Linked DNA regions of Columba livia: region 1 is linked to region 2. The links are chromatin contacts, called in public Hi-C maps. All regions are on one chromosome and are shown on one strand. Each heading gives the region's core, a stretch centred on a gene start, on an enhancer-like site or on the middle of the called end of the contact. The rest is flanking DNA. Distances are from core to core; before and after follow the strand shown.

Region 1 (2,700 bases), core at 100-2,599, 160 kb before region 2:
AGGCCAGAGCAGAGAATGTTGCACTACTGGGCTGTCAGCCAAGAGCCAAACGCAGGACATTTTAGAAATGCCAGAGCGTGTTTATTGACAAACAGGTGTGGGAATAGAGCACCAGGCAGGAGGCTGGCAGTGACAGTCCCTTCCCGTGCCTCAGTGGGCATACCCAGCCCCATGCAGTCCATCCATCCCTCACGCCTTCTTCCTCTTGCTGCCGCTGGTGCTGCTGCCTGTGGGCCGCCGCTGCTGCCGCCGGGCTCCGCTCTTCTTGCCACTGCGGCCAACGTGCTGCCGCCGGCGGCCGCGCTTCCCTCGCTGCGACTGCTTCTTGCCCTTGGCGGCGGCCGCCTCGGCTTCCTCCTGCCGCAGCTGCTTGTTGACGGCGCGGGTGATGTCGAGGACCGGCTTCTTGCTGTTCATGTCCCGCAGCATCTCCAGCTGCCGGCCACGCTCAGCGGCCAGGTTGCCCAGAAGCGGCTCGAAGCGGCGCTTCCTGCCGCCGCTGCGGGACGGTGGCTCCGCCGGCTCCTTGGGCAGCCGGGGCTGGAAGCGGCCGAGCGAGGCGGTGGAGACGCGGGCGACACGGGCAACGTGGCCCAGCTCCTCCCGGCTCTGGTGGCCGGTGGGGTGCAGGGGCGCGGCGGGGACGGCGGTCCCGGCGCGGTGCGCGCGGGCCAGGTTGCGCAGGCGGTTCAGCTCGTTGCGCGCCACCCGCTCCCGCTTCTCCCGCCGCAGCCGGGCGAACTGGTCCTCCTCCGGGTCTGCGCCCGCCGGCACCTCCGCCAGCCAGGCGCGGGCCGGGTCGCCGCCCGCCCGCCGGTAGCCCCAGCGGCGCCGCCACTCCTTGGCCTGCTCGTCCCACACCAGCGCGGTCCGCTTGCGCCGCCGGATGCCCTTCAGCCGCGCGAACTGCTCCCAGCGGGTGGGCGGCCGCGGGCGCGGCGGCGGCTTCTCCCGCGGCAAGCGGAACGCGGGCTCGGGCAGCCGCGCCACCAGCGGCCCCCCCGGCCCGCCGGCGCGCTCGGCCGGCAGCTCCCAGAGCCGGGCCACCAGCAGCTGCGTGTTGTCGCGGGCCAGCGCCCGCAGCTGCGCCTCCCGCCGCGGGCCGGCCCCGCGCAGCCCCGCCGCCGGCGGCGGGTTCCGGTCCAGCGCCAGCAGGTTGCCCAGGTCGAACTCCAGTTCCAGCTCCTTCTCCACCGCGACGCTCCGCCGCTTCTCCGCCTCCTGCTCCTCGGCGGCCGCCAGCACGTCCTCCACCCGCACGGCCGCCATGGCGGCGGCTGGCCGGGCCGGGCGGCGCTCCGCACGTGGGAGCCGCTCCTGGAGCTGCCGCGCAGCCTTTCCGGTTCAGCGCGCCGGAACCAGCGCCTCCGCGCCCGGGACAGCGCGGTGCCTGCCGGGAGCTGTAGTCCGCGGCGAGGAGGGGTTCGGCCCGTCCACGCTTCTCGTTCCTGTCAGGAGGCGCCTGCCGCCCTGGCTTGGGGGCAGACGCTTGCCAGTGAACTGACCCTCGGGCTGGGGTCGCGTATGGGCCGGGGCGGCCCCGAGCCCGCTCCTGCCGCTGTCACGAGTGGGGCCGCGGCGGAGAATGTGTGGAGAGGGGAGGCAAAGGCCAAGAGCAGCTGGTGCAAGAGCGGCCTCCCTGGCGCTGGTGTGCCACTGAGGAGGCCTGAGGCTGAGAAACAGGAAAATACATTTCCAGTCGTGGGTTTGGGTTTTTATGGTAACTTACTGTTTATGTCTGACTCTTATTGCTGTGGAGCAGCACCTGTAAGTGCTTGTTGTGGGACCAAAATCCACATGCTGTGTTCCAGCTCCACAGAGATCGACTCAGGTCTGGAGGGCGACTGTCCCCGCAGAGAAGGGAGAGGAGGAACAGTGTTTGGAAAGCAGGATCACCTGGCAGATGTTGCATCAGGCGTAATGATAAGTGAGGTGATCGGGTGATACCGCGTGCACCCAAAGGTCAGCTGGGTCAAAGATACCTCTGTGCTATTTTTAAACAAATGAGCTGTGGAAGAATCCTTTTATAGCTATACAGTGATTTGGCTTGTGTGGCCATGATATTTTGAGCTGATGCTTGGTGTCCTAAAAACAAGCTCGTGATAGCACTTAACCGTAGCCAGGGAAAGTAATGTGAGATTTTATTCTAGATACAATTTTCTGCTAAGTTACATTGCATCTCTGCCTTTACATGATGTTGGACGTGATGGAAATTATCCAGAGTATAATGCCACAGCAATATTGTTGGAATGAAAATAAAATGCCGTCCTTGTAAAATGAAGACGAATAGCTGATTCTCAAATCCTAGAGTATCACAGCTTGTACTTTGTAACCCTAACGATGGTAAAGGCTTTGTTTTTTCCATTGTTAGTGAAGTTTTCAATAAACTAAGGCAGTCTATTTCCTAACGCCATCTCAGCAGTTCTGAGTATGATCCATATACCACGGAGCACAGAGTCCCTATGCATTTAAGCCCAGGTCTGATGGCACAGGCAGTTTTCCCGTTTACCACAAGATGGCAATGTGCTGGCTAATATTTCGTTCCCTTTCTTGGACGCTTCATACTCTCACCAGGAATTACAGATAAAATTGAAGACAGCTGTTTGAAGAGATGCGCTTGAAATATTCAGATTTAGTAATATATTTGTATTTTTTAACTGCATAAGCCAGGTCCACTGTTTCGACAGTGTGGTCATTACC
Region 2 (2,700 bases), core at 170-2,669:
TGATATAGAAGATGGTTTCTGCAGCCAAGCTATACTACAGGGACACAGAAGGTGCAAGTCATGAGTGAATTTGATACTGTAGTAAGTTTATCCCCCAGTGGTATTATTATGCAAGTCAACAGAATCAGGAAATGTCAATAGTTTTCCTCCTATTGTGTGAAGAGTTTGAACCTTCACTATTTCTCCCACCTCCCTTGAATATACGCCTTTAGGAACAGAAAGCAGGAGAGATACAACTTGTTCAAAAACACAGAGGACAGAGTCTCAACAAAGTTCAGACTAAACGATGCAAGCAGATTTATTTCATAACTTCTTTTTTAGTTCAAATATATTCTTGCCTTTGAGAGGAATAGCAAGCTGGATTAAAGTTTGACTGGTAATACATTGCGACCAGCAACACCCAAAATGATGCTGTAATAAAAGCTTTACTATATTTATTAAAGCTGCAAGTGCATGCCTGACTTACTTCAATGTCAAGAACACCTACTTTACTCATGACATTTAAATTTCTTTCTTTTTTAATAGCAGCAGAACAGACTTAAGAGTAAAATGACCCATAAAATCTTCTAGTCTTATTTCTGGGTCTTGTTACATTTCAATAATAAAATACTTTTCACCAGTTTGATAACTTTTGTTTGAGCAAAACTTATCTTAAAATCCTCTCTTAATTTTCAATAGAGAACCTACGGTTTCCTGTGCCAGTGTGTTTTGATGGTTGGTTGTGCTCACTGTGAAAACCAGGTACCTCTTTTTCAGCTCAAACTGCTTTTAGATTCCAAGCACTGCTTTTGGTTATGCTTGCCTTTGTAATGTGAAGAACCCTATCACACCTACCATTTTTTCTCCTTCAAAGATATTGCACATTGTAAGAAAATAATCTATTTGGTTTCTTCTTTATCTCAAGATAAACTGATTGAATGCCTTATGTCTCTTACTCTAGTTCTTGAGTCGTTATTATAGAACTTTTCTGCATTGGTTTTACTCCTCAACATACCTCAGGAAAACATGTTTACACAAGAACTGGGTGCTGTATCCAAAGGCCACGCTTCGCAAGCATAGTCTGCGTTATTTTATCTTAACAGTCTGACCCCTCATTTAGCTACATTAAAACATTTTAGAGGAAGCATACAGATTGCCTGTGGGATGAAATTAATAGATTTAATTTGTATTATCTCTGTTTCTTTTCAGGCTCACAGTGAAAAAACGTAACAATGAGTGTCCACAGTGCAGGTAATTAAAAAGGTTTTACCATCAAAATACTGTTAGACACACAGGCATTTTGTAGGCATGTTGCAAAGCACGTTTTACATACCTGTAGGACTTCTTAATGTCATCATGTGTCGCTCCCTTCTCTAGGGCCAGGATTTCATATAATGCTTCTCCTGAGGTTGACAAAGCACGTTGCCTTTGTTCAGCCATGTTAGCACTGCATTTCCAAAGCTGTTAATGTAAAATAGAATTTAAAATAGCAGGACTGAAAGTATATATGAAAAATATCTCTTATTGTTCATTTTAATAGATTTTAATCAGGTAGTAAAAGGTTAAAAATACACTAAATCGAAACTAGAATAAAATCTTCTCTAAATGATCCTCCATCCCTTAAGACATTTTAAAATTACTTGAGAAAAATGGAAATACAAAAAATAAAGAACATAAGTTCTTGTCTTAGATATCACTGTTTATATTAAAGGCTTGATGTTGCTTTCACTGAAATTAATGGCTAAATTTCCTACAACATTAGTGCCTGCACATAGTATTTCCACTTGGTTCTATTTCTGTTTGTTTACACTATCTTTCCTAAGTCTTAGAAGAATAATTCCACTATTTGTTAAGGCTATCATCTTCTTGATGTGGGGAATAACCTAATGCAACATAGCAGTGAATTTTTGCTTTCTCAGCACAAGGGCACAGATTCAGCCTAACCAATTTTAATTACTCAACTAATCACTAAGTTGAGTGATTAATTTTGAAGCTTAGGCTCCTTATATTGTCAACAGACAGAGATACCTACTCAGAGGAAACTGATCAAGCACTTTCTCCCTATTATCTCTACAGTGTGCTCAGGATGTCCACATTCCCAAGACGTGCAGGTAGGATGAATCTGGACCTAGGCAACGAGACTAGATATTAAGAATTGACCTCATTATTATAAAAGTAACCTTTTATTGCAAACTTATGCATGGGAAATACTGACGCCGTTCAGGGTCCTATCTTATTTGAGATACCAGACTTTGGGTTGAATTCATGAGCTTGTGATAAATTTAACAAGGTGCCCTTACAGTATAGTGCAAATAAAGGCTAAGCACAGGCCGACAGATTTAATCCACTTCAGATCTTTTATTCCTTCTTTCATCATAGAGGCAAAGCAGACAAACAAGTGACTCTCCACTGAGTGGCTTTGGTACCTCCTTACAGTTCATAGTTCATTCTTCTGGATTTGAAGAACCAAATATGGCATGAAGAAACTCATACAAATCATAATTTAAACCACCAGGTATAGATAACTATCATTCATAACAGAAAGCTGCAGATCTTTGATGGCAGACTTGCCACAACAAAACTCTCACCACAACTTCTTTATTTCTTTGTATGTTGCACCCTTCTCCAAACGTTGAGAGGCGATCACAGAAAAAGCCTAAAAGTGAGTTGGAATCTCAGCCATAAGAAAAATTTCTGAGAATGTGTTTTTTTAAAGTAAGA

The links. A called contact is a pair of places that touch in the nucleus more often than the background predicts.
Region 1: a Hi-C map of crop shows a contact between it and region 2, with 6 times the contacts expected there. The contact joins the promoter of RRS1 here to the promoter of DNAJC5B in region 2.

The regions. Positions count from the first base shown.
Region 1 is chr2:126,203,071-126,205,770 of bColLiv1.pat.W.v2, reverse strand. It overlaps RRS1 (ribosome biogenesis regulator 1 homolog), which reads right to left and starts at 1,349. Exons shown (of 1, transcript XM_065053686.1): 1 at 60-1,349. The coding sequence starts at 1,269. The coding sequence ends at 190.
Region 2 is chr2:126,039,875-126,042,574 of bColLiv1.pat.W.v2, reverse strand. DNAJC5B (DnaJ heat shock protein family (Hsp40) member C5 beta) reads right to left here and starts at 1,419. Exons shown (of 4, transcript XM_065053678.1): 1 at 1,313-1,419. The coding sequence starts at 1,419.